Linked DNA regions of Sus scrofa: all the other regions are linked to region 2. Evidence: chromatin contacts called from public Hi-C data. All regions are on one chromosome and are shown on one strand. Each heading gives the region's core, a stretch centred on a gene start, on an enhancer-like site or on the middle of the called end of the contact. The rest is flanking DNA. Distances are from core to core; before and after follow the strand shown. Region 1 overlaps CLINT1 (clathrin interactor 1). Region 2 has its middle 260 kb from the start of CLINT1. Region 3 overlaps EBF1 (transcription factor COE1).

What was found. Hi-C and Micro-C count contacts between places; a contact is called where the count stands out from the background.
Region 1: a Hi-C map of mesenteric adipose tissue shows a contact between it and region 2, with 2.2 times the contacts expected there. The contact joins two enhancer-like sites. A contact is called at or near these places in 10 of 47 Hi-C or Micro-C datasets (brain, embryonic fibroblasts, fetal heart ventricle and 5 more) and 1 of 2 datasets of contacts at active chromatin or transcription factors (skeletal muscle).
Region 3: a contact with region 2 is called in a Hi-C map of subcutaneous adipose tissue, with 3 times the contacts expected there. The contact joins two enhancer-like sites. A contact is called at or near these places in 17 of 47 Hi-C or Micro-C datasets (adipocytes, alveolar macrophages, brain and 11 more) and 1 of 2 datasets of contacts at active chromatin or transcription factors (skeletal muscle).

Annotation. Positions count from the first base shown.
Region 1 is chr16:65,522,487-65,526,354 of Sscrofa11.1, forward strand. All of the region lies in intron 1 of CLINT1 (clathrin interactor 1), which reads left to right. Among named protein-coding and RNA genes, the nearest start is that of CLINT1, 27 kb to the left of the region's middle. Within about 2 kb of position 2,540, at least 22 of the 83 cell types and tissues checked have an H3K27ac peak or open chromatin away from gene starts, as enhancers often do. A contact at or near this core is called in mesenteric adipose tissue, skeletal muscle and subcutaneous adipose tissue, where this site is marked.
Region 2 is chr16:65,234,494-65,238,289 of Sscrofa11.1, forward strand. No RefSeq gene overlaps it. Among named protein-coding and RNA genes, the nearest start is that of CLINT1, 260 kb to the right of the region's middle. Within about 2 kb of position 2,533, at least 10 of the 83 cell types and tissues checked have an H3K27ac peak or open chromatin away from gene starts, as enhancers often do. A contact at or near this core is called in mesenteric adipose tissue, skeletal muscle and subcutaneous adipose tissue, where this site is marked.
Region 3 is chr16:64,752,125-64,756,143 of Sscrofa11.1, forward strand. It overlaps EBF1 (transcription factor COE1), which reads left to right. Exons shown (of 17, transcript XM_005672579.3): 17 at 1-1,064. The region is part of intron 4 of LOC106506547 (a long non-coding RNA gene); the gene reads right to left. Among named protein-coding and RNA genes, the nearest start is that of EBF1, 400 kb to the left of the region's middle. Within about 2 kb of position 1,292, at least 6 of the 83 cell types and tissues checked have an H3K27ac peak or open chromatin away from gene starts, as enhancers often do. A contact at or near this core is called in subcutaneous adipose tissue, where this site is marked.

The sequences.
Region 1 (3,868 bases), core at 1,290-3,789, 290 kb after region 2:
CCTCTAAATGTTTAGCTTGTGGATAAGGGTAATGTGGTGAAGACCATGATCCCCTGATGAAAAACGAATGTCACGTGGTCCATTATGTAGCTTTTGGAGCAAGTATTCTTAAAGCTATTTCTTTGCTCTGTTGGTTAGAATCATTTTTTAAAAGGAGCAAATTTTCCTGGCCTGGGTAACTTGTTACCTGAACAAACTGTCTTTGTCACTGTTCATTTAGGAATGTTTTATTGTTTTTAAAAGGTTTTTTTAAATACTGCTATTTTACAGGGAGCATAATATATTTTTACCTCTATCATAAAAGTATCTTCTGAAATCTTAGTAGCTTTAAGATTAAGAGGTCATGTAAATACAGGTTTTAATGTTGGGAATCATTCTTCCCTAATACAGCTTTGTGTTTCGCTTTTTTTTTTTTTTTTTTTAATCATGTTTCAGTATTAGGTACTTAAATTGTTCCCTGTGGTTTTACACACATAGCTTTTGGTATATATATTTTATTATGTATACATATATGTTAGGTACTGGTTTGCTGCACTTACTTGTTAGCCTGGTAACAAGACCTTGGAAGTACAAATAATATGTGGTCTATCTACCATGATTCTTATTTGCCTATAAATAGTTAAAATGTTGCTAATGATGATATAGTACTTTAGAATTCTTAATGGCATTTATTACTTTTCCCTTGGTTACAACATAATGTTCATGGGGAAGAATTTGCCAAATACAGGAAAAAGAAAATAGACAATAAAAGAGCCCATTATTTAAAACCATTACTCTGAATATTGTATTTGTCTCTGTCTCTTGCTGCCTCTGTTTTTCTGACTCTCTTGTGTCTTTAAGTGTGGATATTCACACAGCAAAACACAACTTTAACCTAAACACATAAGTTTAACCATCTAAAAATAGTGCTAAGTATTTTTTCCTGATCAAAGAATGAAGTCTTTATAATAACTTTAAACAAAAAGTAGAAACCATATGAAAAATACAGACCTATTTGACTTTTTTTTTAAGAAGTAAAATTTTAAGGCTAGGAAAAAGACTTCTTGCTAATAAATCTGTTTCATTTTTCATATTCTTTTATTCACAGTTAGGACTGGATTATGTGTATCCTTTGTCTTTTTCGGGGGGTATTTATTTTAGCAAAGCATATTCTTGAACTTCTAGCAAGAAAAAATAGCATAAGGACTAGTAAAGTTTTTTCTTATTCATTTTACTGATTATTCTTAATGCAGATTGGAAGCAGCATTGACCATCTTGTGAGTAAAAGCTTTATTTTAGCTCTTACTTTCAACCAAGTTTGCCTCTACAACATGGACCCAAACCATTATCAAATAAATTAACTTGATATTTTATCAGCAGTGAGCAGCAAAATAAGCAGAAAATGGGGAATAAAGTGGAAGACCAAAATGAACAGTAATTATTTACAAATTGAATAATCAATCCTTGACTTAACTGAATATCGGCTGTGTTCATATAGCCATAGAAGCATGTGTACAGGACTTGAGGATGGTAACTTGTAGTAGTTGGCATTAAAAATCCAGTGAGTGAGTAGTGCTGGCTTGTTCAGAGTTAAGTATTCTCTTTGGGGACTCTTAGTCCTGCCCTACTTACTATTGCTGGAGTGTTTTGAGGGCAAGTGTAAAAGTGTATGTATAAAAGCACTGTGGATTGATTGTAGTTGTGGATTTTATCCTTATAAAGGCAGTGGTTTAATATTGCTTTAAGGTGAAAACCTTCAGAACGTGAGCAGCTTCTTACATACTTTACTCCGGTCATTCCCTGGTAATTTCCTATAATTTTGTTGGTAGAACAGATCCTTGACATTTGTCTGAATTTTGTGTGTGTTTTAAAAAAACTGGTGAGAGATCCCCCTCTAGTGTCTGAATTATCCATTCTTAAAACAATCATAGGAAGTTTTAGGAATTAAACTAGATTTTTTTTCCTTTCACATCTGGACATAATTTTTTTCTTAACTTTCTTTTTTTGGGGAGAAGGAGGGAGTTATTTTCCTTTCTTTAAAAGGTCACTGGAATTATGGGTAGGGTGTGGATTGAGGGCAACAGAAAACATGGGAAAGGAAGGGTCAAAAATGCCATTTCTACCTTTTTAGAAATAGTTATTTTTAAATGATCTGGAATAAGGCCAAACTATACAGTGTTGTTTTGTTTTAGTTTACATTTGCTTCTGAATTAAGTGCAGCTTAAAAATACTTTGTTTTGGAATTCTTTATGCCATCAGACCTCATCTTAAGAACACTGCAGTTTCTGGAAAGCAACCATTTCATTTAAAATAGAGCCTGATACTCTTCATGGAAGTGTTCTAACTTTGTTACTTTTTGTTATTTTGTTGCCATATTTTACCATGGATATACTTTATATTATGATGGTGTGCTAATGGCAAGGTGTCATTTTACATAGTTCCCATTGTTTTTCAACGGAGGAAATAAGGAAATTCTTAAATTATTGGCTCTCTGCCACCTCACCCTCTTAAACACACAGCACTCAAACACACAGGCCTTCAGTTAAGAATCTTGTGAAGGGTTAGGGAAACAGGACCTTTCTCATTTGACCCATGGGCTTTTGTAGCTTGAACAAGGAAAGTAGTGTTCTAAACGCTACAGCATTTATGAAGGCTCTAGTAAAAATATTTCATGTACGTGGACTAGAGATTAACTCTTTTCATCTTGTTCTCCAACAAATTAAACAATGAAAACAGATTGCAAGTGCATTCTTGGCCATGCAATGCTTGGATGAATTTTAGTCCTAATTGCTATTGTTCATTCCCACAGCTGCATTTTGACACTTCTAACTGCCCAAGTCACGCATTCTTCAGCCAGTAGGATAAACAAAGCATTTTGAAATCCATTACTTTGTGGCATCTTAAGTTGCATGCACATAGGTCATTGGCTGCCTTTATTTTATTTTGGTTCCATTGTTGGCAAAATTAGAAAAAAAAATTATTTCTTTACATTTATACATAAAAAATTTTGTGATAGAATTATAACTGGGTTTTATATAAAAATCCATTAATAGTCTTAAATTTTGAAGGAGGCCATAGAAATAATTTGTATTTTTGTTATCAAACCAGTTAGGAGACAGCTTTTCTCTGAGATTTGAAAGAAAGTAATAGGATTTTGCTTTTCTATTTTAGTAGAACAGTGTTCTGAATGTAAATCTAGAAGCCACATTTATTCTGTGATTTAGCATGTCATTTATATGCATAATGGTTCCTTTAAAATTTGAATACTGTTTATTAATTGAAGTATTTGAAATAAATGTGAAAATTATATTTGAGAAATTTGAGTGCCAATTATAACCAAGCTTTCCTCATTTAAAAAATTGAACTTTGTGATGACTGAAAAACCGTACAATAAAAGTGAGGTATGTGTAACTTAAGTTACCAAATTTTTATTTTTTCACTTTTTCTAAAACTTAAAGTCAGTGATTTGAATTACCATATTCACAGGCATCTGATATAACAATTCCTCAGTAATCGGAGCTTTAGATGTTAAGTTAATACTACTACAGTTTTACATTTTCACAGTATTTATTCCTCAGAATGTCTTTGAATTCTTAAATCCATGTAAGCATGAGAATTTCATTTTTATTTTTATTTTTATTTATTTATTTATTTATTTTTTTGTCTTTTTGCTATTTCTTGGGCCGCTCCCGCGGCATATGGAGGTTCCCAGGCTAGGGGTTGAATCAGAGCTGTAGCCACCGGCCTACACCAGAGCCACAGCAACGCAGGATCCGAGCCACGTCTGCAACCTACACCACAGCTCATGGCAACGCCGGATCGTTAACCCACTGAGCAAGGGCAGGGACCGAACCCGCAACCTCAGGGTTCCTAGTCGGATTCGTTAACC
Region 2 (3,796 bases), core at 1,283-3,782:
TTTCTGGGGGGTCATTGTATTTTGTCCAAAATCCTTCCAGGCCACCTGATTTCTGGGGCAGCATCTTCTTCTGAAACTCTAGGCTGAATATAGTAACTCTTTCCATAAATGTCTAAATATTAAATATTTTAAGCTTTGCAGACCATATATTTTCTCTGTAATATTTTTTTAACAATCCTTTAAAAATGCAAAAAAAAAAAATCATTCTTCACTTGAGCACTCCTTCTGACCCCTGTTCTAGACTCCAAACCTTGGAAGCAGGCTGAAAATGTCCCTCTCCTACCACCTGTCCATCCAATCATCAAAGTCTGGGGGCTTGGGCTGCCTCTCAAAATACCTGTTACATTTTTTTCAGCACCCCACCATCCCTAGTCCAGGCATCTACCATCGCATGCATGCTGTGGTCACCAGAATGGTCTCTCTTACTCCGCAAAGCTGCCCACATGTCACTGCTGTATCCATTTTCACAAACAATGATTTTCACAGAACATTCCCTTGCTAAAATACCTTCAAATCTAAGCTCCTTACTCTGCATTCAGAAGTAATCCCCCAAACACACACACACACAAACACACACACACACACACAAAACACATACACACACAGAGAGAGTTATCAGGTCTTTAATGTTAACAAAAAGAACAGCTAACATTTAGTGAGCATCAAAATGATCTAGACATTCAACTAGTCCCACGGATCATCTCATTTAAGCCATATCAGAACCCTAGGAGATAGGTATGATTATAAGCCCAATTTTATAGATGAGTAACTGGGGCTCAGAGAGGCTAAGAAACATATGCTGTTTTACACAGTAAAGTGGGAGACTAGGAACCAAAGCGTGGCTCTAGGACCCAAGGGTCCCTTCTGTTAACTTCCATCCTATATTACCTTTAACATGTCTCCCGCTCTGTCCTTCTACAACTTCTGCACCAGTGCCACCAAAAAACATCTTCCAAGAGACAGCAAGCAGGTCACCCCACAGGATCAACATCTCAACTCTTTGGGCTGCTAAGGGAAGTGATTGCCCTAGAAGAGAAGCTGCTGCCTCTGAACTTAGAGCACCATAAATCGAGTGGGGATGAGCTTAGGTGTGGACAGTGGGTTCCTTCTGATGTTCCCAATAGCAGGCTGCCAGCCAACAAGTGGGCAGCTCAGAGCAGCTGCATTTCCAACCAGCAGACCAGGGCAAGCTACTAACGTGTGGACACAACCTCTCCACAATTTGCTTAAAAGCCACACTGTGTTTCCTGGACAATGGCCACAGGCCAAAATACACACGTTCCGGTTTTTACGGCTCTAAGGTAAGCATTCTTTCAATGGTTCTCTCCCTGTTCCCTTGCTGTCTAGTGCATTGTGTTTTGCTCGTTCCTTCTCCTTTTTTCTTTTTTCTTTTTTTCCTTCCCAGCTCTGCTCTCTGCCTCCCTTGCTTCAACCCTCCTGCTTCAAAGCTTGCTAGCCATGATCTCAATCTCCTGCCTTGCTTTTCTGCCACCTCTCCATCACAGAGGTTTTCCTCTCCTTTTGGTCAGGTTTTCTCTAATTACTAGACTTCCTCTCCCTCTGTTTTCCTGTTTGCCTGGCAGAGCCTCCTTCCCCTGCCTTTTAAGTTTCCCGGCATTAGCACCGACTTGAAAGCACCACTCTGGCTTCCTGGTCTTCTTGTTCCCCCGCTGGTCCATCCTCTCTCCTCCACCATGGCTTCCCTGCACGGCCCTTTCCTTTCCCTCTGGACACCTGGTCCCATGCGCCCCTCTCACCCTCCCCATCCCCTTCACCCTTCACCTCTGTTCTTTGTTCCTTTGTCTCCTGTCTTTCCTCAGCCCTCCCATCCCTCCTCCTAGGTCCCCTCTCCCGGTTTCCATCCCCCTAACCTTATCTTTGTTTTCCTTCCTTCTGGCTGCTGATAGAGTGGGAGTAGTTGCAGGCTGCATCCCTGATTTCACATGCAGACCCAGAGCCAGCATGTCAGTCTAATATTAACATTGCCCAGAGAAAGGGGGTCTTGGTCCCTATAAGCAATTTCGCCGTGCAGCTTGGAGCTGAGCTAGAAGGCTTTAGAATAAAGCCATGAGAAGTCTGAGGCATCCCGCTTGGCAGGCAGCATGGAGAAAGGACCGTTTCCTTTTCCCACTGATCTCGTTTAAGTCAAGGCCAAAGACCAGGGCTGAGACCAGGGCTGAGACATTTGTAAGTTGTAGCCTTGGGGTGGGACCTCAGTGACCTGCCCTGCTCCTTCACAACACACACACACACACACACCCACACACACACACACACACTTCTTACTCACATCTGTTCAGAGCAAAAGGCCCTGTGAATTTTCACATGTGGTGTATGAAACAAAAAATAAGATCTATAAAGGGAACCAAAACCAGCACAAAGGAGATACTGCTGCTGAGGAAAGGGCTGTGCTCCATCCCCTCTGCCTCTTGCCCCTCAGTTCTTTTCAACTTCAGTCGTTCCTGTTTCCTTGACTGAGCCCCACTGGAGCATAGCGGGCGTCTTTCCTTAGAGGACAGCGCCATCTAGCAGGTGAAATGCCAAACCCTGACCATGGAGCCTGGAAACAAACTAGTCTCCCAACCAGTTCCCAGCTTCCCTGTTTTTAACTGTTGGCCAGTCAAACCCCATTTAGTCTGAAATAGTGATTTAACAATTTGGCCTTGTTGGAGATTTGTCCATTTCCAACCACCTCTATTTCTCCAGGCGTGACTGAGTTTCAGTTTGCGGCCTTAGTTTATCGAAAAGGCAAAAAAGTTCTAGAACCCACAGACTGCCTGATGCTAGGGAGCTTCAGGTGACTTTTCTAAAGAAAAACAAAAAAGAACATCTTAAAAATATCTGAATGGCTCAGGTGCCCTCTGGAACTCCGCAGCAATATTTGCTTCTCTTTCCTTTTTCAATCATTTCATCCCCTTCCTCCCTTTCACAGTTACTGAGTGCCTGCTGTGTACCTGGCACTATGCTAAGTTAAGTAAGAGACAGCTCCTCTCTGCAGAGCATCATAGTCCAATGAACTCAGATGTTAGACCCCTGAGTTTGCAAAACCTCTGATCTGGGATGGGGTCTTTGTAAACCTAGCTGTGCTAAGGGTCCGGGGAATAAAGGAGAGAAGACAGTCCCAACACCCCCACTTTCTACCTCTATCCAAACAGTTTTATGCTTATCCAGGTTTTACTTCTTGAAAATTTTGTTTCAATAAGCTTCTATTTTGAAGCTTAAGAAGTATTTTGAAGACTTCTGCTCCAATCTAAATGTCTCACTCCATGGATTAGGATATGGGGTCCAGAGAAGTTTAAGGACTCATTCAAGGCCATAGAATTAGGGCAATAGCTCTCCAAGTTCTACTTTCCTGGGTCCTTGACAATAAGGACAATGAGACCCACCAGGTCTTTACAGCCAAAGTGAATTCTCTGATTATTTTATATTTTTGTTTGCTTCTCTCCTGGCAAGACTCCATGGAGGCAAGGGATGGTATACAAGCCTCCTAGGACTGCCATAGGCACAGTGGGTGCCTTCAGCAATGAGAGATCTCTTTTCTTATACTTCTGGAGGCTAGAAGTCCAAGATCATGGTGGTGACTTTCTGGAGTTCCCGTCGTGGCACAGTGGAAACGAATCCGACTGGGAACCATGAGGTTGCGGGTTCGATCCCTGTCATCACTCAGTGGGTTAAGGATCCGGCACTGTCACGAGCTGTGGTATAGGTTGCAGACACAGCTCAAATCTGGCATTGCTATGGCTGTGGTGCAGGCCAGTGGCTACAGCCCCGATTCTATCCCTAGCCTGGGAACTTC
Region 3 (4,019 bases), core at 42-2,541, 480 kb before region 2:
TTGGATGCCTTAACAATGCAAATCATATTCATTTCACTTGTACATTGTAACTGTGCACCAGAACTGTCAGTCATCACTCACATTCTAAGAAAAAAGAAAAAAAAAAAAAAGAAAAAAAAAGAAATCGAAAAGCACAAAAGAACTGTTTTGTTACCTTAAGACAATGTAACTTTTCTAGTAGAGCAAGAAATTTACAACAATGCTGCAACTGTGCATGCCCCCCTATGGATTTTGCAATGGTTTTCACTAGACTGTCAGAGTGGATTTTTATGGGTTGGGGCGGGTGGGGGGAGGGGTTTGCGGGAGGGAAGGGAGGGGAGGAAAGCTGATTTTTCTTGGTGAGAAATAATAATAATGATGAATAATAATAAAACTGGAAAATGTAAGCAAGGTGGACGCATTGCTTCTCGGTACTCAGAAAGGTTGTCTGAATTCGTGTGGTAAGCGCTGGCCTGAAGATGTGTACAATTTAAAGCCATATTTTGTCTGGTGAGCCCCTTAACTGTTTGTGAAGGACCGGTCAGCCGGTGAGGTATCCGGCTCAGACCCTGACAACAGACGCCACCCATAGTCAGCCATGCGTAGTGGTTAGAACTTATCTTGAAAGTCCAAAGAGCCTTTAAAATGTGTATCATTTGTGTTTTGTTGCCTCTATTTATATTGATTAGATGAAAAGACGTTCTGACCCTCGGACCCTCTTTCTTCTACACAAAACTTTTACAAGTAAATATGTTCCCCTAAATACAGAATATGGCTTTAAGACGAAAATAGAGAATTCAACTAAGATTTTGGTTTTGGGGGAAAAATACAGCTTCTGGATGACTGGATTGCATAACATGCCCTGGCCTCACATTGTACAAGGATGCAGCTTAACAAAGTCATCTCTAAGTCTAACCTTTCACCTTCTTATCAAACTTTTGGAATAGACACACACTGTACAGTTCAATTGTTAGAGAACCTAACTACTGTAGAGATTGTTATAATTTTTTTTTTTTGCAAAAATTCAAGCTGTAAAAACTTTTCAACTTTCACAATATTTAATTAAAGTTACTTCCTGTCTGTGATGGCAGCTCCTAGTTGTGTATTCATTTCTCTATTTCGGATGAGCCCCTGTCCCACATAATGTAAAAAGTCTGTGTTTACAATTACTCAGACCACTGGTGACACCCAGAGAAAGGCAGGGAGAGTAATCCTGGGACACCCACTTTCCCTCTTAGTGGATCCTTGGGGATTTGCTCATCTGGGATGCAAATCGAACACACACAGCATTTTGCTGCCCTCTGCTGGCAGCAGGTAGGCACGCAGTGCCCATAATGGCCCAAGGAGAAGCCAAGAGCTCCAAAGGATCTCCCTAGGCAAGCAATTAGATCCTCCTGAAATGACCCAATTGTGAATCCAGGACCTGGCCACTCTGGAAAGCCATCCTCCGTGCTGCAAGTCTGAATCAAGCTCTTCGCATACAGCTGCTAATTAATCCCACTGAGCCTTCTGGTCAATTAATTACAGGCCCTGGCTCATTGATGAGGCGGCCTGTGTGAACACAGACCCTTCTATGATCTATAGTTTTAAATCACATGTGGATAAGACACTTTTCCTCTTGGATAAAACCAAATTTATCCAGAGTCAAACATTCCACAAACACCCAAGAGGTACATACTCCTGTACAATACTCCATGTTCAATGCTTTCCCTACTTTTGTAGTTACTGAACATGATAAGGTTAATGATGCTTGTAGCTTGGAACAATGCCTTGCAAATTCAGAAAAGAGGCCGTAGATCAACAGAAACTTGACAGCCAGAGCTGATAGGCTGTTCTACAACCATCATCGTGATCATTTGCGTTGGGCATTTTGCTCAGGTCTAGAGCCTAATCTGAGGTAATGAAAGATTGTGATAATACGTAGAGAAGCTACCATCCTTTTCTTATAAAGAAATCTATGTTGATTCATTCGGTCATTCAATATATATTTTTGGAATTCTGTATGAAATACAGAAGATTAAAAAAATGCACAAGAAGCCTCTGCCCTCAGGAAACTCTCAATCTCAGACAAGCTAAATCTATATTCAAAGTTAGTCTAGAATGTTTAGTATGAGACGGTCATGTCATAGTACTTCACAGAATCAAATAGTCAGCCACACCCCTGCTGGTTTCTACTTTCCTTAAGGCCTAGTTCCTGGAAACATTCATTCATTCACGTAAACCTTGAGGGTTTTACTGTGTATCCAGCACCAGGTGAGGCATAGTGGATTCTACAGCAAGCACAGCGACACTGGTCCTGCCCTTGTGAAACTTACAGATGAGTGATGCAAGCAGGCATTAAGTAACCACACAAGTACAAACCAACAAACCAATAACGGCAATGAAGAAAAAACCTAGGATGCTCTGAAAGTATATTACAGTGAGACCTGATTTAACCTGAAGGGTGGGGAAGGTGTCCAGACAAAGTGATGCCTAAGCTGAGATGTGAAGGATGAGGTGGGTGGGTACCTTAAGCAGAGGGAATGAGGGCGGGCGTGAAGATCTGAGCTTTGGCAGTGGATGTGGTGCATCAAGAACAGAAAGGCTGAGTGTGTAGGTGGGAAGGTGGCACGGTGGAGCTTGGGAATTTCTGTTCAGAACATGTCCTAAGGACCTACTAGGTGCTTGGCACTGTACTGAATGCTAGGATGCACTAGGCAAACCAGTCCTAGTTCCAGCCTGGAGTGTCTAATTGTGGCTCATACATGCACTGCTCTGTATTTGTCCCTGGGGACCCTGCTGGGAAACCATGACGTGGGTGAGCTGGGGTGAGGACAGACAAGGAGCACCTCGTTTGCTCCAGGCAGTTGTTCCCACATGGGAATGTGGCCCCAGTGATGCCCATCTTTCATTTTTCAAGAAGGCCAGATATATCATCAGATTTTTTTTTGGGGGGGGGGGAGAGTGTGAAATTCTCATTTTTTAAATGTTGTCATCTAATCTAAAAATAGTGCTTTCAAAACAACTGCATTGGGGAAAAAAAGTTCATGAGCCTCTAAGAAAGTCAGTTTGGGACTTCTGGCCAAAAGACAAGTTACCAAAGGAGATGTTTACCCAGCTTGATTTGAGGGTCCTGGTGCTATGTGCGAGCACAGAGGTTAAGGAAGGCTGCAAAGCAGGGCATGTCTGAGTGGTGTGAAGAGATGCTCTCCAGGCAGATGAGGGAAAATAGGGCAGGGAAGGCCATGCTCAATGCCTTGGAGCTGGCCATGTAAGGAAAATAAAATAAAATGAACCAAAAGGAATAGAAATATGGGAACATGGAATATATAATCATGAAAAAACTCCCTATATCACCGGTAGCCATGTTCAAAGTACAATACATAGATCCGTTTTTAAAAACCTCCTTTAGTTTCGCCCAAACACCCTCATGAACAAGTTCATTTTTAAATAGAAGTCCAGAGAAGTAAGGCCGTGCCTGCCCTAACCAGCTCCAAATCACTCACATTCTCAACAACACTGCTCATAGAATTATCATCCTCTCCCTCCAACAGCTCACTTTCTCCTTCCTCAATATGACTTTCTGATCAGCCTACACATATTATCCCATAATAAAGAAAAAGAAAAAAAAAAAACTATTTTGACCTCTCTTTGCTTTCAGTCTGCCTATCATCTTTCTGCTTCATTTTAAAGCAAGACTTGTCTAAAGAGTTATCTGTGATTGTCCTTTCTGCAACTCTATTTTCTTATTATCCATATTACAATGGCTGTTTACTGTACTGATGCATAGTGGGAATAGCGGGGAGTCTTAAACATTGTAAACACAGGATAAAACATACATGCAGAAGTATCCTGGTCACTACATAGGGAATAAATTGAAAGGAGGAAAAGGGGGAAGAGAGAACAGTTAGGAAGCTATTGCCATGGGCGAGGCAAGAAGTACAGAGCTTGGACTAGAAGAGTGGAAAGGAGGAAAATGGAGAGGATTAGACGTCTTTAGCACTGTGATTAGAGTCAACAGTACTATAATATACATTTCAAAGTTGCTAAGAGGCTGGGTC